3 separate regions of the Hordeum vulgare genome follow, and all the other regions are linked to region 1. Evidence: chromatin contacts called from public Hi-C data. All regions are on one chromosome and are shown on one strand. The core of a region is the stretch at or near the end of the contact, and the rest is flanking DNA. Distances in the headings are between cores, read along the strand shown. Region 1 holds the start of LOC123425677. Region 2 holds the start of LOC123425674 (kinesin-like protein KIN-4C). Region 3 holds the start of LOC123425675 (protein STRUBBELIG-RECEPTOR FAMILY 3-like).

The links. Hi-C and Micro-C count contacts between places; a contact is called where the count stands out from the background.
Region 2: a Hi-C map of seedling shows a contact between it and region 1, with 5 times the contacts expected there. The contact joins the promoter of LOC123425674 here to the promoter of LOC123425677 in region 1. A contact is called at or near these places in 3 of 6 Hi-C or Micro-C datasets (leaf and seedling) and 1 of 1 datasets of contacts at active chromatin or transcription factors (embryo).
Region 3: a contact with region 1 is called in a Hi-C map of leaf, with 4 times the contacts expected there. The contact joins the promoter of LOC123425675 here to the promoter of LOC123425677 in region 1. A contact is called at or near these places in 4 of 6 Hi-C or Micro-C datasets (leaf and seedling) and 1 of 1 datasets of contacts at active chromatin or transcription factors (embryo).

The regions. Positions count from the first base shown.
Region 1 is chr2H:163,480,465-163,485,130 of MorexV3_pseudomolecules_assembly, reverse strand. LOC123425677 reads right to left here and starts at 2,525. Exons shown (of 16, transcript XM_045109381.1): 1 at 2,238-2,525; 2 at 1,734-1,773; 3 at 1,522-1,647; 4 at 1,402-1,437; 5 at 1,116-1,286; 6 at 874-957; 7 at 685-803; 8 at 470-571. The coding sequence starts at 1,614. It overlaps LOC123425676, which reads right to left. Exons shown (of 5, transcript XM_045109380.1): 4 at 4,400-4,666; 5 at 2,856-4,072. The coding sequence ends at 3,170.
Region 2 is chr2H:163,244,814-163,249,479 of MorexV3_pseudomolecules_assembly, reverse strand. It overlaps LOC123425674 (kinesin-like protein KIN-4C), which reads right to left and starts at 1,808. Exons shown (of 27, transcript XM_045109377.1): 1 at 1,584-1,808; 2 at 1,279-1,420; 3 at 588-734. The coding sequence starts at 1,413.
Region 3 is chr2H:163,303,478-163,308,143 of MorexV3_pseudomolecules_assembly, reverse strand. It overlaps LOC123425675 (protein STRUBBELIG-RECEPTOR FAMILY 3-like), which reads right to left and starts at 2,243. Exons shown (of 19, transcript XM_045109378.1): 1 at 1,833-2,243; 2 at 1,303-1,486; 3 at 982-1,111; 4 at 834-905; 5 at 691-756; 6 at 535-606; 7 at 361-432; 8 at 190-261; 9 at 50-115. The coding sequence starts at 1,450.

The DNA.
Region 1 (4,666 bases), core at 1,276-3,775:
CGGCGTATTGGGGCTAGCCACAACAGCCGCCATGGCGCTGGTGGGATATGCCCTCGACATGTTTGATAAAATGTGTGATAGAAGGGGAAGAGAGGAGAAGGAAGAAGACTCAGTCAACGCGCACACGTGGCGATTTTTGCCAAGTCAGCTCCCGACAAGCAGGCCCCACTTGTCGGAAACGCGATTAAATGCAGCAAAGTGAGCGATCAGTGTTTTCTACAAAAGATTTACGAAGAACACGGTGGTTTTTGCAATGGATTAGCGACTTGGTGGTTTTCTGCAAACCTAGCCGCAAATGTGGTAGTTTTCTGCAATTGACTCGTAGTTGCTTGGGCCAGGATATAAGAGCTGAATACATTGCGCTCTGAACACATCACATGACTGATACCTTGGCACTAGGCATATTTTTAATGACAGATAGGAAATGACAGGTTTAAGAAGAATACCGGGGTTCATGCAACACATATACCTGCTTGGGTTAAAATTATCTACTTCAAGATCTTCGTCCCAAAGAAATATATACTTGTACATCGAGACAACAGCAGGATGGAGGAATCTTTTAGCAAACCACCTAAAAGATAGATGTCGTCTTGAAATTAAATGATACCAGATCGGTACAAATTGTAGATAGTCAAGGTCCGACTGCGACTCTTAGTTCAGTGAAAGGGTAGAAAGAGGCCATACCATTTTGTCTGATTAGAAGCAGCGATGTGTATCACACTTTTGCTCCATGGTAGATCATTCCAATCATTGACCTTCCCATCGTAGTGGAATAATATAGCTGTAAAGTTCTCTGCAAGAAACTGAGCATTCAAGAGTTACATGATAATTGTATGTACAAATCACTGCTGGAAGAAGTGGTGAACGAAGTACCTTCTTCATAAGAGCATCTACACTTTTCTTCTGATTTATGCCAGCAGGGATAGCAATCAAGCACCTGTCTTTCTGGTTAGGCTCCTGCTGAGACAAAACACCAACATAGCATTAAATACCGCATATGGCCTTGTACTCTGGAAGGTGGGAGCAGCTAAAGGCTGTTAAATTCGTTCGGAAACTGAAACCAACAGAAATATTGTACTGAAACCAACAATGTTAGGCAGAACAGGTCAACTGACCTCTGACTGAACGCTTCTTGTGAGCCATAGTGGCTTGAGCTCCATGTCGGAGTAAGGCTCCACTATACCATGAGGCAAAAACCCGACCCTAGCAGTAGAAGCAGCTCTGTGTGTCACCTTGGCAGTAGCTCTCCCAGTCCCAGATACCTTAACAGCAGCCCTGTCAGACTCCTGATATGTACAATGGAGCTAGTCAACGCCTCGGCAACAAAAGACTATCTGCTTCAAGACTAGCGCAGCAAACAAAACAATTTGTCCGTTTGATGGAGACGATGGGTTCACATACCATCATCGTATCAAACGGGGGAGCGTCTTCATCCAACTGTAACAGCGGATAATCGGATGAGCTGAGCATCGTCTGTCGAGCAGAATATAAAGGGGAATTTCAGAAAAGGTTGAGCGTTACCGCCGTCTGTCTGCGTTGGTAGCTTGCCATGTTGTAAACCACAAATAGGATTATCATCAAGCACAGAACAAGCAGACGCAGCCTCAGTCTCATCTTAGAGCAGTGACAGCAGCTCCTGTGACCATTCTGCAGAACCAAGCAACCCTGCATTTTAGCAGGATTTCACAACAAATGAAGCATTAAGTAAATGAAGGAAGCACAAGGGAACCCACCTTGTCCCACTAGGCGCTACTTTTCTCCGTTCATGGAACCCTGCATTCACGACATAAAAAAAACTGCAGAGGCTGAGTATGTTTTCAGAGTGACGACAGAACCCTGGGGCGTTACTTGATGAAAACACTGAAGAGAAACGACATTCGATCCCTTTAAAAAATGTCATTCCGTTTGTTCGCTTCGCGCGAGCAACAAAGAAAAAAGGACGGCCCTCTCATCATCAACCAATCAATCAATAAATCCCTTGCAAGCACGAGACACACGACGCACATATTGCCCTGCGCGTCGGTGACGTGACGATGTCTACACATCCACGGCCAAGTCACCCTGTCCACCCGCAGCTCGCGGCGAACGGCGAGGCGCGCTCTGGGATTTGGAAACGCGGGTGCGAGGACGCGCAGCCAGCGCGCAATCGGAGTGTAGAAATCTCGAAACCCAATCGATACACGGAGACGGAGATACTACTGGAGTGCTGGGCATGAGGAGAAGATAAGGGACAATACCGCGGAGGCGGATGGGGCAACCGGGGCGGACGAGGGACGATCGGCGGAGAGGCGTCTCGTCGTCTCCTCTCCTCCGCGCGGAGGGCACGGGCGCCGCTGCTATCTCGTGGAGGAGGAAGAGGAGGAGGAAATGCCTTGGAGAGAGATCGGGAAAGGCACGGGCGCGCGCGGAGGCGGAGCCAGACGCGGCCGCTTGAGCGGGCGGGCGAGACAGCGACGTTCGGAGGAAGGGTGACCCGCACCCGTCACTCGCAGCGGCGCCACGCGAGGTGACGACGACCCGACTGACTGGCGACTGGCGAGGGAGAGAGAGGCAGCGCCGGGGTGATGCCGCCACAGGAGACGGGCGTTGCGCGATGCGAGCAGCCCGTTTCGGCTCGGCTGCCTGCCACGACCGGGTTTTCCGCTTGGTTTGTTTCGTGGTTCCCTCGGTCCCCGCGCGGCCCAGGAATGTGGAGGCCCCGACCCACCACAGCTGCTTCAATTTCAACCCCCTCAAAAAAAAAATGCTTCAATTTCAATGCTACTCTTGACAAACTACCCTCTCTTGTTGCTCCAGATCACGACGTCCCCGAACCAAGAGCAAAAAAGGAATTGACTCCTACAGACATCAACACCTGTCTCCAAAATTCTGCGCTGGCATATACTTGACCAAGGAAAGTTCTAAGGGTATTACATATACAGTTATAACAGACATATATATAGCGCCTAACAACTCGGATCACATCTCTACAGACAAAAGTTGCGCTTCATCTAGCTGACCTTAAACAAAACACCAGGAAAACCACCACTCCTTCCTGTTACAAAACATCCTGATTCCCTTTGCCTAGTCTTTGACAGGGTGGTACACAACACTGGATGGAGCTACTCTAGGACCTCCTTGTAGGATTGTACACAACACGTCTGCATATCCACGGCGTCGCTTCTCCCTGTCACCGTCGAGTCCTCTTCCTGCCTTTGCTAGGACTGTCTTGCGGCGGCACAGTGGCGGCGCGCTTTTGCCCGCTCTTTGGAGGCCGCCCGACCCCTCGCTTCTTGGCGGCTGGCACGCTTCTCTCAACGGTTTTTTCATCAGCAGTTGCCGCTGCATCCGCGGGGTCGTCCTTGGTCTCGCTCTCACCCTGGCTGACAGTGCTTCCGCTCTCCCTTGAGGAAACCTTGCTTCTCTTTGCATCACGAGGCACATGACGTACCGGCGGCAATGTTCGAGAAATTTTCTTGGTTGCAGGGGCACTAGCAGCCCCTGCCGCCGCCTTCTTGCTTACTGGGTCACTTGCAACCCTTGCAGCAGTCTTCTTGATTACAGGCTCACTCGCTATCCCTGCCGCCGTCTTCTTGATTACAGGCTCACTCGCTATCCCTGCAGCCGCCTTCTTGGCTACAGGCTCACTAGCTATCCCAGCCACTGTCTTCTTCATCACAGGCTCACTTGTTATCCCAGCCACTGTCTTCTTTATTACAGGCTCACTAGCTAGCGCTGCCGTGGTCTTCTTTAATACAGGCTCAGCAGCGGTCTTATTGATTGCAGGGCCACTAGCGATCCTTGCCTTGGTCTTCTTGATTACAGGGTCACTAGCTATCGCTGCCGGTTCACAATTAATGGATGGTGCGACTGAACGCTGTTGCAACGTTTTGCATATGAGACCTCGAAGTTCGATTGCAGCCATGTGCTCCAGTGTGGCCTTTGGAAAAAATGTGAGGACATTATTCACAAACACGAGCATGTCTTTTAGGAGCTCCTTGGCAGAAGAGATAGCACCACTCTTGATCTTTGAACGAAGGATTCGGAAGTCCATATGCCGACGGATCATCTTCTTGTATCTAGCTCGCTTCCGCTGTAGATGGAAACAATTGGACATAAGATGACAAAATCAGATTATGTTCATCTCTAGAATAGATCAACTGTACAGAAGATTTGAGCCACTTAAAAGTTCTCTTTCAGAGCATATAATATTACTACGTACACTAACTAACTAACCAGTCTGCCCACTCTAACTAATTGTATGTGTAACTCAGGTAATAAGAAAACGAAAAGGAAATTCACCATGCCCACAAAGATCTGACTTTCTTGATCCTCTCAGAACAAATAGTGGGCAACTCCAATAAAAAAATTGTAAAGGATAAGACTACAATTTAAAACGCCCACAAGACAGATTAAATACCTGGATATCAATTTGGTGTAGCAACATCTTACAGTCACCTTGAGTGGATATATTATTCACAATATCTGCTAATTTTGGTTTTGCTCTCTCACACACAGATACACCAGGCTCTATCTTTCGAGTTTTCAGTTCCTTCATGCAGCCTTCAGAGGGAACCGCTCTCTGTATGCATGGAGTTTTGCACATAGATACACCAGGCTCTATCTTTGGAGTTTTCAATTTCTTCATGCAGCCCTCAGAGGAACCCTCTCCCTGTATGCATGGTGT
Region 2 (4,666 bases), core at 559-3,058, 230 kb after region 1:
CCAAGAACTAAAATAATATTCCTGCTGTCTATGTTCTATGCTGATATCTGGACATTAGGCTTAGGGATACCATAACTAAACAAGGCATAAATGTTGTTTGGATTGTTGAAAGCAAAGCGGTAATTTTCTTATTTTAAGCATGAGACTAATTCACAAATCATGTGGAAAAGTTAAAGCTACAAAATCATATGAAGGCATTCCTATTCCTAAAAACAAAGTTGACATGATGAATCCGTAGTCGCTAAAATATGGCTCTCCATCTAGTAATGTACATTGAATAGATGAATGTCTAAAAATTATACATTGTGCAAAGTGATGGATAAACCTCTAGCACAAACACTGAATAGGTGACTGTCTCCCTTCAATCACGCACAGATATCCTTATAGTGATGCTAAAATAAAGTTGACACGGTTACACTCACAAAACAGCAACAAGTAAAGCATCTTCCTAATAAAACTGTCAATAAAGGTTATATTAGCTGCTAGGTTAACAACAGTAACAGCCAGGAGCAAAGCTATAATAAAGTAACCAATTGTAATTGCCCGTGTGGAGAGTGGAGACTACTTCCAACATACAAAATAATTACCTGTCCATAAGCTAGCACAGTGGTGTTGTATCCACAGAATAATGAGTCGATTAGTGGATACACGCATTGCTCAAATATCAACGAGGAAGGAGATCCCGTGCTGGCATAGACATGATCATAAGTGAACACGTGTGGGCCAATTTGAACCTACAATAGCACAAAACAGCACCATAAACATGTGTGTAGACTTATAAGCCATTCAGAAAAAGGAAATCTCCTGATAGAGTGGTAATCATATAAATTATACTGGTTCAGCATTCATTCCGATAGGCACGATAGATTCCAATGTTCTTGAAGAGAAATTCAATGGTGAAAATACAACACGTTTTAACAGTGTGCTCAAAATCAGCAAAGATACTGGTCCTAACTCCTAAGCAATAGAACCAGGGCCCCACGACTGATCTTCCGTATGCACCCAAGCCCTTGGTGGATCTGGCCGCCCAGATTATGCTCCAAGAAAGAGAAATTCACAGATGTCATGATTATTTTGTCAAGAATGCAGAGACATGATTTCACGGACCGCTCGGATGGCAACAAACCAGACAGATAGATTGGTAAACGAATGAATCAACTGCCAGAACACATCGTGTCGATCCGAATCTATCATGGGCCCGCCTATCCGTCAAGTTCAATTTGTAATCCTGGGAGCGCATGTTGCCAAGACCAGCAGAGGGAACCAAGAAAACCATACCTGCGGCTCGCCCGGCGTGACCGTGACGCAGTCCGCGCATCCGAGGAGGAGCTCCGGCGTGATGAGCGGCCGGACGTTGACGGCTACCTTGACGCTGTCTCCCTGCGGCTGCGACGCCATATCCGAGCTCCCCATCGGAACCCTAAACACGAAATTCCCAGAACCGGTCAAGAAAAGGTCCAAGGCCCAAAGCACACCCCAAGAAAACAAGAAATCTGGACACCGCAAGCCGGAAATCTGTGAAATCCGGGCATCCATTCGGGCGGAGTTTGGAATCTGAGCCGAGGGTTTTGAATTCGTCTCACCTCACCGTGCCCTCGCCGTGGCGGCGCCTCCCGTCGACTGCGGCTGGGAGGAGGGGGCGCGGGCGCGCGGGAGAAGAGAGGCGGTGGGGGAAGACCCGCCTGGTGACGGCGGCGGCGGCGGCGGCGGATGAGGATGAGGAGGGAGGGAGAGCTCGGCACGGAACGGAAGAGGGGGAGGCGTGCGAGAGAAAATGGGAAGAAATGAGAACCGGGGGGGCTCCTCCAGCGGGTGGTGGACCCAACGCAACGGCTTCGGATCCGATTTCGAAATTCAAACGGGGGTGGAAACGCGGCCCCCCCTTCCCTGTCAAGACGGTAAAGCACGTGCCACGACCAGGCAGTTTGCGCCCCTATTTGAATGGCGTTGGCGGCCAGTACCACGGATGGTTTGCTGTGTTTTTTAATGCTTACGCTCCTGGAAAATTTATCTTTAACACCTTGTTTCTGTTCCGCAACTCCTGCCGGTGAGTTCGGTCCAAGGTTGCGGAGCGGAGCTAGCGTCGTAGTTGAAGTAGTCGAAGTCGTCGAACACACAAAGTCACAGAACACTAGAACGTAGAGAGGGAACAAAGCTTTATTAATCAATGAAGTATCTGTTACAATGATAAAATGATTGCCTCTTCTCTATTTATATAGGGGTATGGGGAGAAATGATAAGCATCCATCTAGCATGAGACCAGGGAAACGGGAGGGGCTGGCTGCGTACCTCGTACGCTGACCAGCCGCCATGCCCGCGCGAGGCCTAATGAGCCAGCCCGGTTTCCCAACACTCCCCCTTGGGTAATTATCCGTATATCCATGCCTCAAAAACTCCGAAAAACCCAGTGGAAAAAATATGAAGAAAGAGCACATAGTATACGTTGTTGCATTGTACGAATTGCCTCGTTAAAACCTTAGGTGAGAAACATCACGAAAACTTACTCAAGGGAAAAAGAGTACAATCCACTCAACCACCTGGTTGAGTACTCAATCATCGGGATCGAGATTTCAGTGACGAATTTGTGAAGTTTCTCCTCCTGAACCTTGCATCTCTCTAAGTCTCATCATACCGATTCCACGTACACACCTCTCAAAAGACGATGCCGGTAATTATTTAGTGAACATATCAACAAGATTGTCACACGACTTAGTATGCAAGACTCTCACCCCGTTCATCTGTTGCAATTCGTGTGCATAGAAGAACTTGGGACTAATATGTTTTGTGAGGTTACTCTTCACATAACCCATCTGAACTTGTGCAACACAAGCAGCATTATCCTCGTAGATAATGGTAGGGGTTTGTACGGTGTTCAGCCCACACGTCTGCTGAATCTGGCTGATCATCCGCCGAAGCGATACACATTCCTTTGACGCTTCGAATAGTGCCATTATTTCCGAGTGGTTTGTGGAGGTCGACACAAGTGTTTGCTTGGTTGATCTCCAGGAGAAAGAAGTTCCACCACAAAGGAAAACATATCCAGTCTGTGATTTGCAATCATGCGGGTCCGACAGGTACCCAGCATCGGCATAGCCTATAAGGGACAGGTCTTGATTCCTTCTATAAAATAGACCGAGATCTTTGGTCCCTTGCAAGTAGCGGAAGACGTCCTTAACACCTTTCCAATGTCTCTTGGTAGGTTCAGAATTGTACCTAGCTAGCAAATTGACGGCGAAAGCAATGTCTGGCCGTGTACAATTCGCGAGGTACATGAGTGCCCCAACGGCACTCAGGTAAGGAACCTCTGGTCCCAGAGTTTCCTCCCTCTCTTCCTTAGGCCTGAACGGGTCCTTGTCTGGCTGCAAAGATCTCCCGATCATCGGGGTCTTAGAAGGATATGCCTTGTCAAATCCAAATCTTTCCAACACCTTCTCGGCGTAGGCAGACTGGTGCACTAAAATCCCATCAGGGGAATGTTCGAGTTGTAGACCCAGACAGAACTTGGTTTTACCCAAGTCCTTCATCTCGAATTCCGACATCAGGGATGATGGGGTTATAGTCCTAGGGTAGGGTCATAGGCCTGCCCTGTAAGTCCTACCCAAGGACTACCCCTCATAAGGGACAAGGCCCTTAGTCAGTTCCGACTGAATTAAGGAGTCCCCATCGTCCAGTCGGCAACAGGTCTTCGACCATCCAGTCGGAGACTAGCATTCGGAGAACATCCAACTAACCGACTGGCTGCCACTCGGAACATCGTAACCCCCCCTGGAGGGAAACGGTCGTACGTTTCCCTATGCATTTGTTAGCATTTAGGACGTACGTTACCGGTAACGTACGCATTCAATCGCCACTACTCCACCCCTGTACCGGAACCGTTGTGGAGGGCAGCGCACTCTATATAAGCCACCCTCCCCCTCTGGTGCAGGGGTTAGAAAATCATTGTATTCCATATTCCACTCGACAACAAGCTCCCAGAGCACTGAGACGTAGGGCTATTACCTCCACCGTAGAGGGGCCTGAACTCATACAACCTCGCCGTAGCTGGGACTCTGTCCATCCTTTTCGTACCCTACACATCTACTGTCAGGCTTATACCCACGACAGTTGGCGCCCACCGTGGGGCAGGCGTCTGAGCGACTTCCGGCGAGTTTGCGACTATTTCCTTTCGTCATGTCGTCCGGTGGAGATTCGAGCATGGGTCACCAGATCTTCTTCGGCGCTCTCTCCTTCATCGTCGACGATTCGGCGTGGCTTCGGGATGCTCCTCTCGATGTCGAGGCGCTTCCCCGTCGTGGGGCTACGCACTTCCGTGCCGGCGCCCGCAGCATTCTTCTTCTCCAGCAGTCGGCTCCGGTGCCGACCTATACCGCCGTCACGCGCCGCAGCAAGCGGTCCCACCGTCCGTGACTTCAGCGTTGGGTGCAACACGCCCAGGCGCGCCAGAACGCGTCTTCGCAAGTGGCGATTCTAGAGTCTGTTGTGGTTGCCCCGTTGTCCCAGCACTCGGGCTTGGTTCCGACTGAGTTTCCTTCCGAGTACGCGGGTCGCGGGCCTGTAGCAGAAGTACACATGGCCAACTCTCATGAAGATCCCCGTCAAGCTAGCCGGAACGAGCACGAGATCGGCGAAACGTCTGGCGCGCGTCGTCCGCCTCCCCGTTCTGCCA
Region 3 (4,666 bases), core at 994-3,493, 180 kb after region 1:
ATTATTTTGTTCTTCAGATCTTTCCAAAATAAAAGTTGAGTGGTCATACAAATCTTTCAGAGGGAGATCTTGCAGGACATCCAGGGTCCCAGATATTTGATTGTCTTGAATATGCCTGCGCCGAGAGAAGATTTTTAAGTGGTTTGATACCAGCGTACTTTATCAATGAAAATAGGCATAGATACTCACAGGGTAGTTAATGCTTTTAAGTTCCCCACCGAAGGCGGTAACGGGCCAGTCAAGTTGTTCGAAGAAAAATCTCTAATGAACAAGGTTGATTGACAATTGTCATTGTTGTGAGCCATCAAACAACAATTAATGCTAGCATGTAAGCCATCAGAGAAATCGACGTGTTCTTACAAATTTATAAGTCCGGTGAGTGCTGAAAATACATCTGGTATCTCCCCATCCAAATGATTGCTGCTGAGGGACCTGCAAAGCAAAAGGACACAAAGTGGGATAGTTTGAGAAATTAACCGGGAAGTTGTAACATTCTGAGAGCTGGTGGTCATGCATTGGTAATAGTATACTTACATGTCTGTCAAAAGTGTAAGCGTCGACAATGTGTTTGGAAGGTGCCCACTTAGCTGGTTTCCTGATAGAAAACTATGATTGACAAGAGAAGGATTAGTGAAGAAATAGCTATAACAAGCGGAACAGAAGAGCAGTAGAATGCTCGAATAGACATACAAGCGCTGCATTGTGACTGGTAGGTTATCAGGTATGGTTCCACCAATATTATTGTTGCTAAGTTCTCTGCATAAACCAACAAGTATTATGCAACGACACAATAGCATAGTGTCAATTTAGTACTCCACACGCGATCAACTTACATGGTGATTATCGACGTGAAATTCGCCAGTGTGTTACCCAGCTGTCCACCCAAACTTATACCATTGAGAGTTCTACCCAAAAAGAAAACATTGTTCAGGTAACCGATAGAGAAAATTAAGCAACAACACGACAGCACTAATCACATACATGGCGGTGATATTCGATGCTGCGCATCCAACGCCCTGCCAGTTTTCGACGCAGGGGTCGCCCCCATTCGTGACCCATCCAGGCAAGGACGGTGATCCAAGCGCCGTGTACAAGCCATTTATCGCAAACACTATTAAAAGAACACAACATAAGGTGTTGCATAAGATTACAAGAATACTAATAATAATAATATTTGCATCATAAGTATAATCTGCGCAGTACAAGGCAGCACGGCCAGAACATAAATAAATAATCTGGAAGCCCTGGATGACAGTACTACCAACTGCTGGACCAAGAAAGATACGGAGTAGTATTTTATACCGTCTTGCTCGTAAGTGTAGGTCAGCGAGTGCGGCAGCGCCGAGAGCAGCAGCAGCAGCAGCAGAACGGCGGCGCGAGCAGCCAGGGGCGGCGGCGCCACGAGCGTCGAGCGTAGGGGCTTGCTCATCACCGCACGTCGCGCAGCCATGGACAAATCAATCCTCCGCCGCGGGCATCACCTGACCTGAAAACAAGTTTCCACCACGGATGCGGCCTTTAATCTGCGGGCTGGCTGCCAGATGAACGATGGATATGCATGCGTTTTTCTTGGGGGGGGGGGGGGGGGGGGGGGGGGGGGGGACGAGATAAAAGATTGAAGAGCAAAAAAACACACAAGGAAGTCACGCAATGCAGATGAGCGATTTAATTTTGTTCCGTAACGGAAAAAACTGCCGAAATCCCCGCAAGAAACCCGCCAGCGCCCCCGTCCCCGAAAGAAGCTTATTTTCTTCACCAAGAAACAGAGTGCGGAGGCGGCCAAAGCAAAAGCGCCGGAAGGACGAGAAAGGAAGAGAGGATGCGTCGGATACCTGCGGATTCTCGCCGAACCTAGAGCCTTTTGTCGCTTTACGGAGCAGCTCGCCACCGAAAGCCACGACCAGGCGGCGCGACCAGCGGCTCGGCGGGCAGTGCGACTCGTCCCCCGCTTTCCTCGGGGCGCGTTTAAAAGCGCTGCTTGAGCTCGGGACGGGAGCCTTGGCCGCGAAGGATTTCGGTGGGAAGAAGAGGGATGGGGCGGGAGTGGCTGGCCGGCCACGGGAGGGGGGAGAAAGAGGACAGGGACGGGGCCGATGTGGATAGATCTACCGCTGGCTGGCTGCTGCTGCTGCTGCAAATCCACCGCGGGGAAAGGGGGAGGCGGGCGGCGGATAGGCGAGAGCCGGGAGCAGCTGCTGGAGCTGGGGTAGGGAGTGAGGAATGAGCAAGAGGACAAAGAGGCGCAGCAAAGCACCGTGGCTGGGTTTAAATTTAGTACTACTAGTAGTGGGCACTAGGAATGAGCAGTGGTGGCGATCGTGACGGCAGGCCCTGGTGGTTGTTTTCCTTTGGATATAGCTTGATTTTGAGTAGTACTAAAATGTGGAGGAATGGCACAAGGGAACCGGGGGCAAAAGGTAGGGTTGTGGTTCAATCTTTTTCAAGGCATGGCACCCGGTGCTCCTTTTGCACAGGGTCGTTGATAACATAGGAAAATGTTGCGTTGTGCTCTACGACTACGTATTGTGTGGCTGTGGAGTGCTGTTGATTTCCATGTCACGATAAAGCCAGTTTTTGGGACATTGGTGTGTGTGAACTCATCTTTTTTTTTCTAGATATGGCCATATTTTGGTGTGATTGGAGTTGTTCCATCATTCATCTTGGCGCGGATCCGGCCTTTCGAGATGTTGCATGTTCATGGCGGCGCGAGGTGTTACTCGTGCGGCATGGTGCTCAGTTTGCTCGCAAGTTGTGGTGTTGGATGAAGGTGACGGGCGAGATGCATCATGTGACGTTGTTGCGGCTCATGTGGCGGTGTCTTGATGGGCTGGTTGCAATGATGACAGGTGTGGTAGGCTCCCGTGAAAGCCTAGCACCGACCTCGGTCAACGTAGGTGATGAGATGTTGTCCCCCTCATCGAAGGTGCCATCATTGAGCCCCTTCACCTCTCTTGTCATTGGGTCTCAGCTTATCCGCGTGAAAACCGAAGTTTTGGCCTTTGTCGGAGCGTTGTTGGTGATGTGCTCATCGCTTTCCGTTTGGGGGCATTGCCTTGGCTGCATAGCCTCATGATCAGTGTGGGAGTTGAAGTGGCAGTCCTAAAAATAGCCTTCATGTTGATGAATGGTGTTAGTTTTAGTCACCTGGCAGGCAAAGTCGACCAATCGGCTAGGGTGCATTCATGTGGCTAGTGTGGAAGACGGAGTGGTGGCTGTGAAAAAAGAAACATTGTTATGTTATGAGGGCATGGACTCTGTTGCATTGGAGTTTTCCCCCTCCTCCTGACCCCGCCTCGCGTCGCCTCCTCGACCGATGGGCGGGGCGGGGCGGCTCGCCCGCCTTCTCTCTTCGCCCCTATCCCCTCGGTCCTCTCTTCCCCGTTGCCGCCGGAGGGTGCCCCTGGATCTGGTCGGGTGGTCTCGGCGGCGAGGGGACTTCCTTTCCCCCACGTGCGGCGCCCTTCCTGGGGCAGGGTTCGGCGACGGGTGCAGCTCGACACGCGGCGGTCCAGCGTCCTAGCGGCAGGGGCCGGCGACAGGCACGGTGGTGATGCTAACACTTGGCATCGGGGCGCCCTGGTTGTGCTAGGTGGCCTGTGGCAGGACCCTAACCCAGATTTCGGCCCTCAAGGCCCCATCTGGATCCTAGCGAGACGGCGCCGGCGTGGGTTTGTTGCCTCCGGCGCGGCGAAGTGGTAGAGCGGCTCACACGGGAGCAGCGATATCGAGGGCATGCATTCTGCAGTGCGATGACAGGAGCTTTACGGGCCTGGTATGCTCCTACTGTTGCGTCCGGTCGGATCCCGTCAGGGACGAGGGAGGTTAGGCCCTCCCGTGTGTTGACGGTGCTGCTGCTCGAAGTACCAGCTCCTCTTCTTCGTTGTGCAAGTCCTACTGCACGGTGTCATGGTGAGACAGTGTGGGAATCTTCAAGACTGTGTTAGCGCAGGGTGGTGATCGGTTCGGGGCGAGCTCCAAAGCGCCCGAAGTGAAGGTTGGGATCGGGAGAAATCCCTGTCGGCCTGGCCGACATCGACGCGACGATGCCTGAGGGTGCCGTCGGACCTTCCTGTAGGGCGTCGGGGGCTACCCTTCCTCTCTCCTCTCCGCGTACGAGGGGAAACCCTTGACAATATTGTCTTCATCATCGCGTCCCTTCTTGAAGGTAATGATTGGTACCAACACTTTGGAGACGTGGAGCTTGGTGGGAGATCTTCGGTGAGCATAGTGGTAGCAAGGCTTCTTTGTTTTTGTCGATCCGTCGTTGTTGGCATTTGTTTCTTTTGTATTTTCTTTTTCGTTTCTTTTGGACATGAATGTGTTGCTTCTGTCCCAGCATCTATCGTTGGTTGTATCGGATGATTGCTTTGTAATACAAAACGGAGGAAACCCTTTTTAATTATGAGCTCTGTCACATCGGTGATAGAGTCGAGTGGTGTGTGGCCTCGAAGCCGATGAGTGTTTGTTGTAGAGGTTCGAAAGTCGGAGCACACCCTCCAAAAATTGCCACCGTGTTGTAGGGTTTCATCTCTTATGCGTTTGGGTGACAAAGTCGTCAACTCAACTCGTGTGTTTCTTTGCAAACCGATCAATTCTTTGTTGACTTGATAAACACTACACCACAACACGGATGCAACGACATGTAATCTATCAGAAGAATGCACTT